Regions from separate parts of the Mus musculus genome. Here region 1 is linked to region 2. The links are chromatin contacts, called in public promoter capture Hi-C maps. All regions are on one chromosome and are shown on one strand. Each heading gives the region's core, a stretch centred on a gene start, on an enhancer-like site or on the middle of the called end of the contact. The rest is flanking DNA. Distances are from core to core; before and after follow the strand shown. Region 1 overlaps Rb1 (RB transcriptional corepressor 1). Region 2 has its middle 14 kb from the start of Gm35388.

Region 1 (4,417 bases), core at 1,779-4,278, 82 kb after region 2:
CTGAGGTATGAAATCTGTGTCAGTAGTAAGACAGTATCATATGATTATACTTTTTTTGCTTGTATTTCAAAAGTAAAATATGTGAAACAAACACACGGCACATTAGATTCTAATATTAAAATAGTCCAATGTGTAGAAATTAGTACTTTTTCCCAGTTTGTAACAATCTGTTTCAGTAGAAGATTCAAGATAATTTGGTTGAATGTGGACAGTCAATCAACTTGCATTTGGAAGACAAGACACATTTTCTAAGGGTATTCACGTTAAATTAAAAAATACATATAAATTAATAAAACCAAGAGCAAACATCACACATGTGCCATGAGGAAAGGCAAAGTAGTCAGCCAGATGTAGGGGGTCAGGACCCCTGCAGAGGCCCTCACTTCTGAGGGCAGCAGGCTCATGTTGGAAATGCAAACAACTTGCTTTCATATTTTAAATGGCATGATCTGCACAAGATTCTCAATCCTGTGTGCTATCAATTCTCTACCATTGATTACAACATTGAAGTGGCTTACGAATCACCCACACAAATATTCAGCTTGTACCTGCACATTTTATATCTCTAACATGAGCAGAACCTGGGAACTAGTCACAACCATGAGCCAGGAGTCTGGTGTCCCCAGGGCTGAGGGTCCAGGGCCCTGAGGTCCTCACTTTTCCTCCTTGTTTGAGACATCCTTGCTCTCATTCATTCTCTGCTTTTGCATTCGTGTTCGAGTGGAAGCTGGAAAAGCAACAAGAATATTAATAGTGCTGAGGACTCTGGGAAAGTAAGTGGACCAGGGGCAGGCAGCCCACCATGTCTGCACATGGGGTCCTGTGGGGTGGGGTGGGGTTGGGGCACACAAAACTTGAAGAGATATAATAGAGATGTATTAATTCATATAACTAGTATTTTAAGTGGTTAGCATATTTAATTTAGGTTCAAACGACACACTTAAGGGAAAGGGCTTTAAAAGTATGCAGAAGAAGTACAGCTCTGCTGTGTGCTTTCTCTGGCAGCTGCCATGCATGTCCAGTACCTGCCTGTAAGTCCTCATCACCTTCACTGGCAGTGGCCCCCACAAGCTTCTAAACACTTCTACTTTTTCTAAGTCCCTTTCTTTGCCTATTACTGGGTCTTGCAGCAGCTACTCTTACTACCACAGCTATGTGCCTAAGACAACCAGAACACTTAGCAAATACCGCTTCCTTCCATCTACTTAATTTTTTAGTCTCATAATAGCTTAGGGTGAAATTAAATTTGTCATACTATTCCAAAAATAACATTCATTTTATTGATTGATTGTATATATAGCCTGTCTGTTGCAGTGCTGAGAACTTAACTCAAGACCTTGTGCACATTAGGCAGCAAACACTCTGCTACTCAGTGACAACCCCTCACCCCACCATTCTAAATTGCTGTCACACTGACAGACCTGATCCCAATTTCCACAAATCTGACTTCCAGTAATGGAAACCTCTGTTTAGAACTGTCTCAAAGCCTGGAGAGTAAGGAAGTTTAACAAGCCCCTGGTGGTTTGTGTGTGCTCCATGGGTGGCCCTAAAGTTGTCTGCATACCACCAGCACTGACTGGACTCAGTGGCTATGGAAAAGGAAGAGGAGATAAGGCTGGGAGTGCAGTTTAAGGGGAGGTGCCTGGAAGAAGAGAGAAGGTGGCCAGTGAGGGGAGAATGCCATCAAATCATACTGCATACATGTACAAAATTTCAAAAAGTAATATTTTAAAGTACAGATCAACATCAGCTTAAGACTATTCAAAGTGTGCTGACCCACACTTTGTGAAACACACTTAGTCTACCAATGTGTGAGGTAAATTGTATACTCCTGTTTGAACTACTAGTTTGTAAATGCATAAATAACTGTGCCACTTGAAGGAATAATGTGTGGATTCCTTCAGAGTCAAAAGGCTTTCTTCAGTGAAATCAAATGCTGCTTCCCTGTTTGCAAAGTAAGAGAGGGGAACTTACTCATTTCTGCCAGTTTCTGTTGGAATTTGGACTCCGCTGGGAGATGTTTACTGCAGATTGGGGGGAAAAAAAAACACATTTTAAAAGCATGCATGCAACTTCCTAGTAACTCTGTTGCTTTCAATTACATGCTATTATTTTGGTTTAATTTCAAAAGCTTCTAAGTGATCTAAAAAAAGATATCACAAATTTATGATCTTATATATTTTTAGTGGTTTTTATAGAGCATAATTTAGTATTTTCTAAGAGTTTTTTAATTTAATGTTAAAACTAACAAATTTGTATCAATAGCTGTGTAAGTCCATGCTTAGACTTGTAATGTCTAAGTCGTCATGAATTTATAGATGGCAGATTTGCATGTTGCTTTCCACTGTACCACTTTACACTTAGTATGTTGTTTTCTCTTGTTTTTCCAGACAAGGTCTCACTATATAGCTGTGGCTGCCTTTGATCTCCCAGAGAGGGGCCTCATCTGCCTCCCAAGTGTTGGGATTAAAGGCATAGGCTACCTTCTCCCACATCTAGTCTCTTTAGTTGTTCTCACAAAGTGGTAAACTGGCAGGACAAGGCCTGAGGGGACTCAGGACGGGGCTGACAGTGGCTCTGTGCTCTGCTCAGCTACCTGGAGCAAGCATCTCCATGGTTCCTACCTCCCATCTGCTTCATCGGCTCCCTCGATGTCAAAGCGCAGCTTTTTCAGTGGTTTGGGGGGGTTGCCGCCTTCAGCACTTCTTTTGAGCACTCTGTCACTATTACACACCATCTGGTTTATTTTCTGGAACTTTTCAGATGTCTGTAAATTACAGAGTTCTTATTTTAAACCATTAAATAGCCACATTTTGAAGTCAGCAGCTACAAATTTTATTTTGAGATGCACCAAAAGTTAGGCAAAAGTAATCTCTTCATTTTAATTCTCTGCCTTACTGGACTAAGTGACAGATTTAAAAACAATTAGCATAAGGATGCCAATTCTGCCTTCATTAAACACCCATTCCTCCTGAATCCTCCCATCTATGCAAGCAGCTGATTCTCCCATCTATGCAAGCAGCTGATTCTCCCATCTATCCAAGCAGCTCTGATTCTGTGCTATCCCTGCGCTGTCAAGCACTGGCTAAGCCTATGGCCTTGCTGGCACTCAACGCTTGAAACCAGGACTTCTCAGAAGTAGTAAAGGTGGATCCTATTTCTAGAACTGAAATTAAAACAAAAAACAAAAAAAAAAAACAAAAAAACAAAAAAACAAAAAACCAAAAACCTTTTTTAAAAAAAGCTGTGATTTAGAGGATTACATAGCAAGAAGGAAGGCCATAGGAGCCGTGACTGATATACTCCCTGAGGTGGATTGAGTCATGGGATGTTGATATATCACTAACCATCACTCATCATGGATGGCATTGTTGAAATGTTGCTAATTTATAAAGGTTTTTAACTTAAATATTCAAAGACTTCACAATTTTAGTCCAGGCAATATTACTAGACATGTGACCTTGGTAAGACATGCCAGAACAGGCACACCACCCAATCTCACCCAGTAGATAAGTATGTGGAAACAGTCTGTCTCTTAGCTTCCATTTCATGACTGTCTCAGGCATGTGTATTACATGTTAGTTAAGCCAACAAATGAAGTTAGACTTTCAGATAGAACTTAAACATGAACTGATTGGTGCATTAGATAGGATCAGCTTAATTTAATGAAAATATATGTAGAGTACATATTCAACATGGCAGAAGCTAAGTCCCAGGGCCTTATTACTATGCGGATGAATAGTGTCTCCATTGTTTCACAGGCTGCAGTAAGCAAAAGTGTGATGACCTGTGTGAGCTGCCTTGCGTGAGGTGTAAACGAATGGTCCCACAGCTCCTTTGTAAAGCCCAGCAGCTACAGCCCGTCTTCAATCAGCTGTCACAGCACTGAGGATTTGTAAAATGAACTTTTACATTTTATTTAGCATATAAACTCCAACCAACCGCTAGAGCAGTGCTTTTTAACCTGTGGGTCAAGACCCCTTTGGCAAAACTCTATCTCCAAAATTATTTGTTATAATTCATAACAATATCAAAATTACAGTATGATGTAGCAACAAAACTAAGGTTCTGGTTGGGGCCAGCACACCAGGAAAGGGCCTCGGTGTTAGGAGGGCTCAGAACTAGCCAGTGCTCTAGGGTGTGCACACAGCTGTTCCCTCTCTTTCTCCTCTCTTCCTCTGTTTCCCTTTTCTTTCCCTCTTTTGTTTTCACCTAAAACAACATTAATGCTATATAGCCCATGCGGGCCTACAAATCACCATGTAGCTCAGGTTTGCCACAAACTCTTTTTTATTTTTTTCTCTTTTTGAAACTAGATGTTGTTCATACAATATATTTTGATCAGTTTCCCCTCTCCCACTGAGTTTCCCTCCATTTTTCTCTCCCACTGGAATTTATACCCCTTCTGTCTTTTGTT
Region 2 (4,677 bases), core at 1,487-3,986:
GCATCCCTCCATGGCCTCTGCATCAGCTCCTGCCTACAGAATCCTGACCTGTTTGAGCTCCTGTCCTAACTTCCTTCAGAGAGTACCATGTAGAAGTGGGAGCCAAATGAGCCCTTTCCTCCTCAGCTTGCTTTCAGCCATGGTGTTCCATCACAGCAACAGAAGTCCTAACTAGGACTCCCCCTGAGCCAACCATCTCTGGAGCCTGATGATTATGTCTTGCTAAGCACAGCCACCTCTTCTATATTTGTGCGTAAGCACAAATCCTGCAACTTACAACATGATTGGACTGCTACAATTTGCATTTTGTAGCCCTTTTCTGTCACTGGGAGAATATAAAGTCAACATTACTGGCAGATAATAGAACAATAGGCAAACCAATGTGAGACATACTATATCTCATAGCCACGGAGGCTAGCCATGAAAAGCCTGCTTGCTCTAGTTCTTGGAGGAAGGAATATTTTAGGGGCTTTCTTTGTGTCCATTGAACTATTTCTTTCAGTCTTCGCAGAAATCATGAGAGCGGATATCTTTTTTTAATTTATTTATTGTTATATGTATCTACACTATAGCTGTCTTCAGACACACCAGAAGAGGGAGTCAGATCTCATTACAGATGGTTGTGAGCCACCATGTGGTTGCTGGGATTTGAACTCAGGGCCTTCGGAAGAGCAGTCAGTGCTCTTAACCACTGAGCCATCTCACCAGCCCTGAGGGCGGATATTTTTATTCAGATTTTACAGATAGGGACAGAACACTGTGGTGCAGAAACTCAGAAGTACAGGGTCCTGAACATGGTTGCACCACCAGCAAGGGCTGTCTCACACCCGAGCTGTGGTTTTTCACTCTCCCAGACTAATAACTAAAAGATACCCACAATGCTAACTAAGTTCTTCCACCATCCACAGTCCTCAAGCCAAATGGTCCAGCATTCAGGCATGGCCACTGAACCTTGACTGGGAGCAAAGGGAAGTTTCTCTGCAGAACCTAGCACAATGTTTTCCTCGTCCTTTCTAAGATACCCCAGTGCTGCTGTCGCTGATCCAGACAGCTCATCCACTTGTTGTCTACCAACAGCATCATCATGACCTTTACAGGCAAACACCAGAGCTGAGGGAGTTTGCAGAAAAGTTATCTTAGAAATGCTTTAGGGCTGCAAAGATAGTTCAGTTGATAAAGTGCTTGCCTTGCAAACATGAGAATCTGAGTTCAATCAACCTCCCTCCCCAGGACCCACGTAAAACTCCAGTGCATGATGGTGTGGGTTTAATCCCAGCCATGGGAAGGAAGAAATGGACACATTCCAGGGGTTTGTTGGCTAGCCAGCCTGAAGGACTTGTTAAGTTCCTGGCCAGTGAGAGACCTTATGTCATTTTTAAAGAGAAAGGAAACAAAAGCAAAATAAGGTGAGTTGGGTATGGTTGGCACACACCCTTAATCCCAGCATTTGGAAGGCAGAGGTAGGTGGATCTCTGAGTTCCAAGCCAGGCTGATCTACAGATGAGTTTCGGGACAACCAGAGCTATACAGAGAAACCTGTCTCAAAAACAAAACAAAATAATAACAAAAACGGCAAAAATTTTAAAAAATTTAAAATTTAAAATAAACCTAAGGTGAGCAGCTGCCTGAGAACTAGTGGAAGCGTGACAGGTTTTCTGGTCTTCACATGCATGCATGCACATAAACTTGTACCTGCCACACACACACACACACACACACACACACGCACACGCACACACACACGCACACGCACACGCACACGCACACACACACATCTATGCATACACATGAAGAAAAGAAAATACTTTAAAAATCCCTTCTATATAAACACCGTTGGGGCTGGGGACCATATTTGAGCCACTACAAGAGAGACATAGTTGCATAAATGCCTATAATCTCAGCACTTAGGAGGCTGGGGCAGGATGTCTCCTGAGAGGCTCTGCCAGAGCAGATGTTTGCAGCCAACCATCAGACTAAGCACGGAGACCCCAATGGAGGATTAGGGGAAGGACTGAAGGAGCTGAAGGGGTTTGCAGCCCCATAGGAAGAACAACAATATTAACCAACCAGACACCCCCCCCAGCCCCCAAGATCTCCCAGGGACTAAACCACCAACCAAAGAATACACATGATGGGGCTCATGGCTCCAGCTGCATAAGTAGCAGAGGAAGGCCTTATCTTACATCGATGGGAGGGGAAGCCCTTGGTCCTGTGCAGGCTTAATGCCCTAGCATAAGGGGATGCTAGGGTGATGAAGTGGGAGTGGGTGGGTGAGCACCCTCATAGAAACAGGGGGACGGGGAGGGGATAGGGGGGTTTACAGAGGGGAAACCAGGAAGGGGGATAACATTTGAAATGTATATAAGTAAAATAACCAATTTTTTTTTTGTTTTTTACAAAAAGAAAGCTTAAGGCCAGTCTGGGCCATAAAGGAAACCCTGTCTAAAATGAAAATAAATTGAGAGAGATGAGGGAAAGAGGGAGAGAAGGGAAGACAGATAGAGGGAGAAGGAAGGGGAGATGGGAGCAGAGAAAAGCTTTTTAAAAGGTAGAGTCACAGAGAACAGTCCAGCATTTGCTCCCTTCCTGCAGTCATGTGTCTGAGCACTGATACTCCTCACTTGCGTGCCAGGGAGCTGCTTCAAAAATGAAACCAGAAGACTCTTAGCCTGCAGGTGGCTCTGGTAGCCAGAAACAGATGTACGTTCTACAAGGACAGAGAAGTAGGGCAGCATATTTTTTTTTCCAAAACAAAGACTGAGGAAACCACAGCTGCAGTTGGTGGGCAGGCGGCATCCTGGTTCTGAGTTTGCAGCGCCCGAAGGAGGAGTTTTGAGGCCAGAGGAGAGGCGGGGTCACCCAGGAGCCCCCGCATTGTCAAGATTTCAGAGACGTTTCTCAAAGATAAGCGCATTATTATTTTTTTCTAAAAGGAAATACATAAAACTTGGGGTTGAAATTAAAGACTAATGTTTTCTCCCACAATCACATTAATCTCTCTCTCTCTCTCTCTCTCTCTCTCTCTCTCTCTCTCTCTCTCTCTCTCTCAAAGTTGAAAATAAAGAACCATGGTGTTTTGATCTCTGTGCTGTATGCAATGGCAGACATATGCTGGCAAGTTTAAGATGCCTTTTCAGCTACAAATATTAATCACATAGCCGCCTGGCCATGATGGTGCTGGTCTGACGTTCCATAGCCTGGGAGGCTGAAACAGCAGGAATATAAATTCAAGGCCACCTGGATACAGAGCAGGTTACAGGGCAGCCTGAAGCACAAGAAACCTATCCCATTTTGGTGATATCTGCCTCACAGGAAACATAGAGAATTATGCCTTTATTATCTTGCCTTGTCCTGTGAGACAATAAATCCCATTCTCCAAAGACTTACACACATTGGATCCCTACTGCCTCCTTGTGGAATCCCATCAGATGTCCCTGGCTTTTCTAGATTGTCAGATCCCAAGATGGAAGCAGGAATCTGAACCCTGGGCTCCAGGCTTTGTCTGCCAGCACGTTGGAAAAGCAGGGAGCCAGATCCCAGCCCAGACTTCACAAATCCGAACGCTGCATTTATGAACCCCTAGTCTTCACTGTCCTGATGGATTTGAGATAGGTCACCAACTTGTATGAATTAGGGCAGAGTCAGAGTGAGTCTTGGGGCTCTTGTCCTCTTTTGTGAAATGAGGGCATATTGGAGTTCATAGGCTAAAATCAAGGTGTCTGCAGGGCCAGAAAGCCCTGGAAGATAGTGTGTTTTCTTGCCTGCATTTCAGAATCAGCAAAGGCCAGTCATGTGTTCACTCCATGTCACTCCACCCTAACCTCCTCCCTTCAGGCTGTTTTCTGTTGGTATGAACACCCATGAATTTGATTTGAAAAGAGAGGATTCATCTAGGTTTTTCAGTTCTGGGCGCTGCAAATCGAAAATCAGGGAGCCACATCTGGAGAGGCCTGTGCCCTTTTGGTAAGCCAGCCATGATGACACGCATCTCTAGCTGAGAGACCTTTGTGTATAAATCCATTGTAGTTGCTAAATCACAGCCTCATTATGTAGTTCTAGAATCCACCGATGCCATGTATCTGAATTCTCTCTTATGGATCACCTCATATGACCATCTACCGTCTGTTCATTTACTCGTTCGTCCACTCTGTGGTGATTAATCTTCATTGTCATTTCAGCTGGACTTAGAACCACCTACCACTAGACATGTCTATGAGGATGTTTCCAGAACAGGTTGACTGAAGAGGGAGGACCCAGCCCCACTGAGTGGTACTGTTTAATTGGCTCAGGTCCCAGATTGAATAAAGGAGAAGGCGGTCTGAGAGACAGGAATTCTCTCCTCTTTGCTTCCTAACTGCAGAAGCGATGTGGGAGGGGCTGCCTCATGCTCCTCCCACCACGGTACCACGGAGAGAAGGACAGGTACCCTCAAACTTTGAGCTGTGGTAAACACTTACTTACTTAAGGAGATTCTGCCAGTTATTTTGACACAGCAACAGGAACCGTGCACACTCCTTCAGTGAATACTGCACTTCCACCATGTACATAGTCCTGGCGATGCAGTAAGGACTGTGGCCCTGCATCTTAACAGATTCCTAAGCAAACTGAGATGCTGGGGGTCTCTGGGAAGCTGGGATGCTGGGGGGTCTCTGAGAGTCTCAGGGAAGCCTACCAGGC

Evidence for each region. Promoter capture Hi-C pulls out the DNA fragments that hold promoters and counts their contacts.
Region 1: a contact with region 2 is called in a promoter capture Hi-C map of hippocampal neurons, with 2.1 times the contacts expected there. The contact joins two enhancer-like sites. A contact is called at or near these places in 4 of 39 promoter capture datasets (the C10 cell line, hippocampal neurons and pre-B cells), 6 of 484 Hi-C or Micro-C datasets (the G1E-ER4 cell line, the Patski cell line, bone marrow-derived macrophages and 2 more), 6 of 115 datasets of contacts at active chromatin or transcription factors (the 230-238 cell line, the HPC-7 cell line, bone marrow-derived macrophages and 3 more) and 3 of 9 other capture datasets (adipose tissue, liver and pancreatic islet).

The regions. Positions count from the first base shown.
Region 1 is chr14:73,196,558-73,200,974 of GRCm38.p6, forward strand. It overlaps Rb1 (RB transcriptional corepressor 1), which reads right to left. Exons shown (of 27, transcript NM_009029.3): 25 at 2,625-2,767; 26 at 1,975-2,024; 27 at 1-727. The coding sequence ends at 654. Among named protein-coding and RNA genes, the nearest start is that of Mir687, 8.1 kb to the right of the region's middle. Within about 2 kb of position 3,029, at least 17 of the 459 cell types and tissues checked have an H3K27ac peak or open chromatin away from gene starts, as enhancers often do. A contact at or near this core is called in cerebral cortex and hippocampal neurons, where this site is marked.
Region 2 is chr14:73,114,410-73,119,086 of GRCm38.p6, forward strand. No RefSeq gene overlaps it. Among named protein-coding and RNA genes, the nearest start is that of Gm35388, 14 kb to the left of the region's middle. Within about 2 kb of position 2,737, at least 152 of the 459 cell types and tissues checked have an H3K27ac peak or open chromatin away from gene starts, as enhancers often do. A contact at or near this core is called in cerebral cortex and hippocampal neurons, where this site is marked.